2 separate regions of the Sus scrofa genome follow, and region 1 is linked to region 2. Evidence: chromatin contacts called from public HiChIP or PLAC-seq data. All regions are on one chromosome and are shown on one strand. Each heading gives the region's core, a stretch centred on a gene start, on an enhancer-like site or on the middle of the called end of the contact. The rest is flanking DNA. Distances are from core to core; before and after follow the strand shown.

Region 1 (3,213 bases), core at 243-2,742, 50 kb before region 2:
CGCTTCATTCTCCTCCAGACCCTTCAACATTCTCTGCAGCTCTTCCATGTGGTGTCCTGGGCGAGGGCGGTAGGTCAGGGCCCCCAGGAGCGGGGGCAGGCCTGAGTCCACCAGTGAGCAGCGGGTCCGATGCAATTCCATGTTCCTCATTATCTGCTTCAGGTCCTCAGCCACTGTGTCCCCTGCCAGCTCAGGTTTGCTCTCTGCAACCAGGACCAGCGGGGTTAAGGGTCGAGGAGAGGGCGGAGGAAGACCCAACTCATCTGCTAGCTTCCAGCCCTCACGTAGGGAGGGCAAGGACTGGCCCCTCTGGAGCTGGAAGGAGAGGGGCAAGTGGGAGGGGGCGGGAGTCCGGCTGGGGGGAGCCGCAGAGCACGCAGGCAGGGACGCAGGCTGTGGAGAACCCAAGTTGCTTTCTCTCTTCTTCTGCACGGAGGACAGCCAGCGGAGAGGCTTCCTCTTCTTCAGCTGGGGAATGGACTTCAGTTCCTTTACCGGATCCAGTTCAGGCTCACTGACAGACTCTCGCGGGCGGCTGAGCTGGATGAGATCGTTCAGGCTGAGGTTGAAATTCGGCACTTGGGCAAAGCTAGGGCTCTCATACCACGGGATAGGGCAGAGCCTGAAAGCCTCAGGGGAGCCGCCCGGGCGCAGCCTGGACCTGCGGGCTTGGGCCTGCTCTTCCTTCAACAGGGCGCGGAAGTCAGCGAGCAGCCCACGGTAGACGTCGGGGCTGGTGAGGAAGATTGTGCATTCCCTGGCGAGGCTGGCGGCCAACCGGGTGAGCGTGGCTGATTCAGTGAAGACACTTGCAGGTGTCGACAGCATCTTCTGAAGGTGCAGGGAGCGTACGAAGAGCAGCTCGCTGCTGAGCAGCACGTAGACCAGGAGCCGCTTCCGCAGCCTCTGATTGTCCAAGTGGCTCAGACCAGGTTCCGCGGGGGGCTCCTGCCAGCTGCATTTTAGCTCGTCCAGGATGACCTGGGTGAAACAGAGTCGTACCTTCGCAGGCGCGCGCGCCTCCAGCCCGCTGCTGGCCAGCCGCTCCGTTACCTGGCGGCAGAGGGACGCCACGGTCAGTCGGGAGAAGGGCAGGGGCAGCAGCATGGGGACCTCCTTCGGGAGGCGCTTCTCAGACTCTGTGTGCGTCGCCCTGCGGGGGAAGAGCGACAGCGGACGCAGCAACTTGTGGTAAAACCTCTGGAGCTCTGGCTCCGGCTTATTGGGCTCCATCTCAGGGCTGGCATCCCGGGCCCGGCAGGCGGAGCTGGCGGTTGCTGAGGCAACGATGGCCCGGATGCCCAAGTGCGCCTGCGCGGCCCATGCCCGCCGCAGCCTGGTGGTGGGTGGGGAGGCGCGGTGCCTTGTTTGCGTGCGCACCAGGAGGCGGGGCGAGGAGCGTCTTCCCGGGCTCCGCCTCCCCGCGGCGCTGTTCTGGGTTGGTGCCTGCCGACCCGGACAGAACGGGTCCTTCGGCAGGTGCCTGGGTCCAGGATGGCATCGGACTCGAGGGACCGCGAGACTGCCTGCATGGTGAGGGTCGAGGCCTCGTGTGGGGACCTCGCAGAGCACAGAGCCTCGGCGTCTGGGGTGATCGTTAACTTGAGAATGGGGGAAGGAGCGGACGCCTGGGTTGGGGCCTGGGGCCCCAGCTCGAAACTGGAATGTGAGACCAACAGAGCCCTTGGCGTTAATGTTGGGGGGTGGGTGTTGGTCCTGAAATGATCGTGAGTGATAATGAAGGAGCTTGAGGAGGAATCACGTGGGGCGCCGTTACTCCAGGCCTTTGGGGGTGGTCATAGGGGAGATAGTGAAACAAAATCACGCAAGAAGGAATTTCCCAGCTCTTATCGACCCGTTCCTGCTACCTTTGCAGTTAGAGTTCGCGGTGCAGATGACCTGTCAGAGCTGTGTGGACGCGGTGAGCAGGAGCCTGCAAGGGGTGGCTGGTAAGAGCCAGATCCGAAAAACTTTTCTTCCAGTCTGGAGGCCTCTGGGAGGGACAGGAAGCTCTCTTAGACCAACCCTACTCCCATTTACAGATACAGAAATTGAAGCCTGGGGAGAGAGTGTTTTCAGAGAACCAGAGGCGGAGGCTGGAGTGCAGGGCTCAGGCTTGCCCAGCCAGATTCTTCTACTGCCTCTAATTGGCTGCCCCACTGGTGTCTTAAACCTCAGGTACCTGGAGAGTGAGGAGGTAGACAGAGCATAGCCCCCTGCAGGGGATGTTCCCTGGAAAACAGGCAGTTCTTGTTTGAGAAACAGCGTGATTTTTTTTTTTTTTTTCCTTTTGTGGGCTGCACCTGCGGCATATGGAGGTCCCCATGCAAGGGTAGGGGTCGAATTGGAGCTGTAGCCTACACCACAACCACAGCCATAGCAACACCAGATCTGCAACCTATACCACAGCCCATGACAACACTGGATCCTCAACCCACTGATCGAGGCCATGGATCGAACCTTTGTCCCTAAGGATGCCAGTCAGATTCGTTTCTGCTGAGTCACGACAGGAACTCCAACAGCGAGTTCTTGACAGAGTAAACAGCTGCCCTGGCCATGTTCCATTCCAGGTGGCTCTGATTCTTAAAAGCCAGCTAACTGGTCTGGTGTCTACTTGGCACAGTTGGAAAGATCTGTGAAGGCAGAGCCACCAGCATGGCCCTGGAAACTGCCTGCCTTTGATTCTCTTAAAGATTTATCCAGTCCTGGAGCTCCCATCGTGGCTCAGTGGTTAACGAATCCAACTAGGAACCATGAGGTTGTGGGTTCTGTCCCTGCCCTTGCTCAGTGGGTTAAGGATCCGGCGTTGCCGTGAGCTGTGGTGTAGGTCGCAGATGCGGCTCGGATCCGCGTTGCTGTGTCTCTGGTGTAGGCTGGCGGCTACAGCTCCGATTCGACCCCTAGCCTGGGAATCTCCATATGCCATGGGAGTGGCCCAAGAAATGGCAAAAATACAAAAAAAAAAAAAAAAGATTTATCTAGTCCTTCAGCAGGTATAGACCAGATACTGGGGGCTTCTAAGGGAGGAGGGTTGACAGGTGTTTCAGGCACAGCCCCTGCCCTCAGGGAAGATGAACACACAGGCTTTGTGCTGTGAAGAGCAGGAGATGAGATGTGATGGGCTCTGAGGACAGCGGTGGCACTTGGCTCTGTGCGAGGCGGCAGTGTGTCATCAGTATTAGGCGGCGTGTGCTCCAAAGTCAGACTGTTTTG
Region 2 (3,424 bases), core at 172-2,671:
GGCAAAACGGAGCGCACGTGGATTGGCGAGATGTGGAAGCTTGACAAAGTTGGCGCCATGAAGCTAAACACCGCCACACCAGAGCTCTAACTCGCTCCGCCTAATGGCGGGCGGAACCCCGCCAGCGAAGCCCACGTTGGTAGTTCCGCCTTCACGCCGACCTCTCACCCAATCAATGACTTCGGCTTCTCGAGAGAGGTGCTCATTGGCTTTCGTCTAAACGCTTCGGGGTTACTGACGTTTACACCTCTTCCCGGCCTCAGGTAATTGGCATTCGTGGTAACCAATCAGGAAGAGGATCTACGGGAACGCCTGCCTTTTACTTTATTGAGCAGCCAATCCTGTGATAGGCTCACCTCCCTCTACCCAGAGTCACTTCTGCGGCCGCCGCCATTTTAGCGTTTTGTCAGGAGCGTCCGCGCCGCGAGGAAGAGCCCCTGCTGATTTTCGTGCGGGTGAGCGACTCCGAACCCCTCCACTGCCTTTCTTTTGTCTCGTTAAATCTTAACTCCTTCTTTGCGCCTCAGGGCTGTCCTAGTGGGGTTGTGGCCTCCGCACCCGTCACTGAGAGACGACCTCGGTGCTCGGCATTGCGCGGTAAGCCTGAAGCAGCCCTTCCCCCACGATCTCCTCAGAGAATACCTTGCCTTCTCCCCACCTAGCCCTCTCTGCCTGGCTTACAGCCTCGTGGTTTCCACGGAGATAACCGCGCTTCCCTTAGACTTAGAAATTAAGATCCTTTTTCGAGAATTTCTCAAGCCTCGAGACGTTGGCCGGCTGGTGAGTCTGAAGCCCCCTTCTCCGGCCATGCGTTTCTCTATTCTGCAGGAGCTTGTAGGACGGCGCCCCTAGAGAGGCGTTCCCCGCTCCAGCACTTCCTGTGGTCCCCGAACGCTTCGGTCTCCGGCCTAAGGCACCGGTTCACTGCTTCCAAGGGAAGCCCTAAAACGTAGCTATTACAAGGTCCAATTTTCCGGAAATGGTGGCTAATTCTTTGGTTATGAGAAGACGACCCAGTTCATAATTTCAGACGGTCAATCCAGCTAGCAGGGTAGTTAGAGATTTCTTTTTTACAGTGGATAGGAAGCCCAGTAACACCACCCCCCCGGGCTACATTTATGCCCTCACTTTTCGTTTCCATTCCCGTTTGGAAGAACTACGAAACTCTTAGCAAATCCTTTGTCTATGTCTACTAAAGAGCTCTGTTATAGATGCTTTCATGTTTTTATAGGTTCCACAGCTGGAAGTCTAACGGGCCTCCTTATTTCCATTTCCTTTTGATGATGTTGTAGAGGTGTGCGTGTGAAGTGTGTTAGAGGGGGAAAACTGGCAATATTTGTCAGACCGAAATTGGTAACTGATGTGGGCCTGAGGTCTTTTGTTAGAATTTTTGTTTCTTCTCGCCTAGGCTGTGTCCGAGATGGTGAAGCTGTTCATTGGAAACCTGCCCCGGGAGGCCACAGAGCAGGAGATCCGCTCACTGTTCGAGCAGTATGGGAAGGTGCTGGAATGTGACATCATTAAGAACTACGGCTTTGTACACATAGAGGACAAGACGGCGGCCGAGGATGCCATTCGCAACCTGCACCACTACAAGCTGCACGGGGTGAACATCAACGTGGAAGCCAGCAAGAATAAGAGCAAAACCTCCACAAAGTTGCACGTAGGCAACATCAGTCCTACTTGCACCAACAAAGAGCTTCGGGCCAAATTTGAGGAGTACGGTCCAGTCATCGAATGTGACATCGTGAAAGATTATGCCTTCGTACACATGGAGCGGGCAGAGGATGCAGTGGAGGCCATCAGAGGCCTTGACAACACAGAGTTTCAAGGTGAACCACCCTCTTTGGGAAGAGGACTGAGCACAAGTTTTTGTGTAGAAGATAGGTTGGATAAGTAAAGGAAGAGGTCTAGGATAGAGATACAGCTGTTGGCAGGCTAATGGTGAAGATTAAGTGTGGGTGATGGACTTAAAATGGAGAAAGCATGTGGTTTAGAGGCTTTACTTAGAGCAAATCAAGTCTAGGAGAAGAACCACTTGGCTATAGTTTGGAGCCCCTAGGCTTTTATGCCTATTAGTGCAGAAATCCTTTTCTCTGAAGAGTTCTTTAGTTGTTTTGTCGTCGTCTTTTTTTTTTTTTTTTTTTTTTTTTGAGTGGAGCGTATAGCAGTGGTCCACTCTGAAATTTATTGCTTTAGCACATGTTATTTTGCATTTGGAGGACCTGGCAAAAGCTGGCTTAAGCGATGTTATTTAAGAGTTAAGATTATCTGTTAAACTCCCCACCTCATCCCAATTACAGCTTCCCAGTAAATGTAATTAGTTGTTAAACTAGTTTTTAGAGAACTAGTGTCTTTAAGAGCTATAGTACTTACTGTTTTTCTGTTACACTTGTACTAAGAGGTTCTGATTGGAGGATGAGAACACTTTAGAATTGAGGCTAATCTCAGGAGTTTCTGAGTTGGGGGGCAGTGATGACAATACCTTTTGACTGGTTCAATATCCTTGGTGAATAGAGCATTTGGATGGGTGTTGTCTTGGAGCCTTGTTAGATGAATTATTAGTGTGCCTGGAAGGGAGCATGAGTGATACTATGGATAGATAGTTCATTTGGAAGGTATTTTATTTTCTTGCTTTAAGATCGAAGTTCCTATGGCCAGAGTGGCAGTAGTGAAGGGGGTGGTAACCATGGTGAGTTGCTAACTCTTCTTTCACTCACTTTGGATTTCCAGTGTCAAAAAAGCCTTTCTCTTTTGGTGTAACTACTACTAAATTTTGGGGTATTCCCACAATGCCTTGTTACATTTTTAACATATTTTTTTTAGCCCAGACAAGGCAGTGGCTGCTCCTTCTCCTGAGCAACACTCAATTGTTAAGAGTCATTGCTGCCATCTTTGGTATTTACTTCTCTTAACTTGAACCTTCTTAGACCTGGAAGTCTGATCATCATTCTCTTAAGTTAATGGGTGCCCTGTGTCATGGGTATTGGCTGTGCTTTGCTAAGAAATAATGTCACAGGTCTCTCAGGTCTAGTTTGTTTTTCTTTTTTAATTGGTAAGTTGAGAATTAGTTTGCGTCAACAACTTAATTGGGAGCAAGGGCTGCTTTGTGGAGAGTTTATGATATCTAATTTTTGGACATTCTTCTCTAAGCTATGGAAGAGGTGGTGGTGACTGTAAGTCACACATGTGAGGGAAGGATAGTTTGGATCGATATATACAAACTGTCTGAGGACCATAACTCTTGGCCTCTGAAGTCTGGGCTCTCATGATGCTTAGTTATTTTAGCTTTATTTACTTTACTATTAGTTATTGTCCTTAATATTGTTTAGAAGAGGTTCTTTATTAGAGAGTAGCAGTATTTATTATGGGGGGTCCCTTTCCCTTTCAGTTTTTCACTGTTGGGTATATTCTTTTTATTATC

Evidence for each region. HiChIP or PLAC-seq counts read pairs in DNA pulled down with a chosen protein or histone mark.
Region 1: an H3K27ac HiChIP or PLAC-seq map of skeletal muscle shows a contact between it and region 2. The contact joins the promoter of CCS here to the promoter of RBM4 in region 2. A contact is called at or near these places in 4 of 47 Hi-C or Micro-C datasets (embryonic fibroblasts, epiblast stem cells, heart right ventricle and 1 more) and 2 of 2 datasets of contacts at active chromatin or transcription factors (alveolar macrophages and skeletal muscle).

What each region holds. Positions count from the first base shown.
Region 1 is chr2:5,831,542-5,834,754 of Sscrofa11.1, reverse strand. It overlaps CCS (copper chaperone for superoxide dismutase), which reads left to right and starts at 1,492. Exons shown (of 8, transcript NM_001001866.1): 1 at 1,492-1,533; 2 at 1,877-1,949. The coding sequence starts at 1,495. It overlaps CCDC87 (coiled-coil domain-containing protein 87), which reads right to left and starts at 1,324. Exons shown (of 1, transcript XM_003480670.4): 1 at 1-1,324. The coding sequence starts at 1,233.
Region 2 is chr2:5,781,177-5,784,600 of Sscrofa11.1, reverse strand. RBM4 (RNA binding motif protein 4) reads left to right here and starts at 1,421. Exons shown (of 2, transcript NM_001123187.1): 1 at 1,421-1,832. The coding sequence starts at 1,421.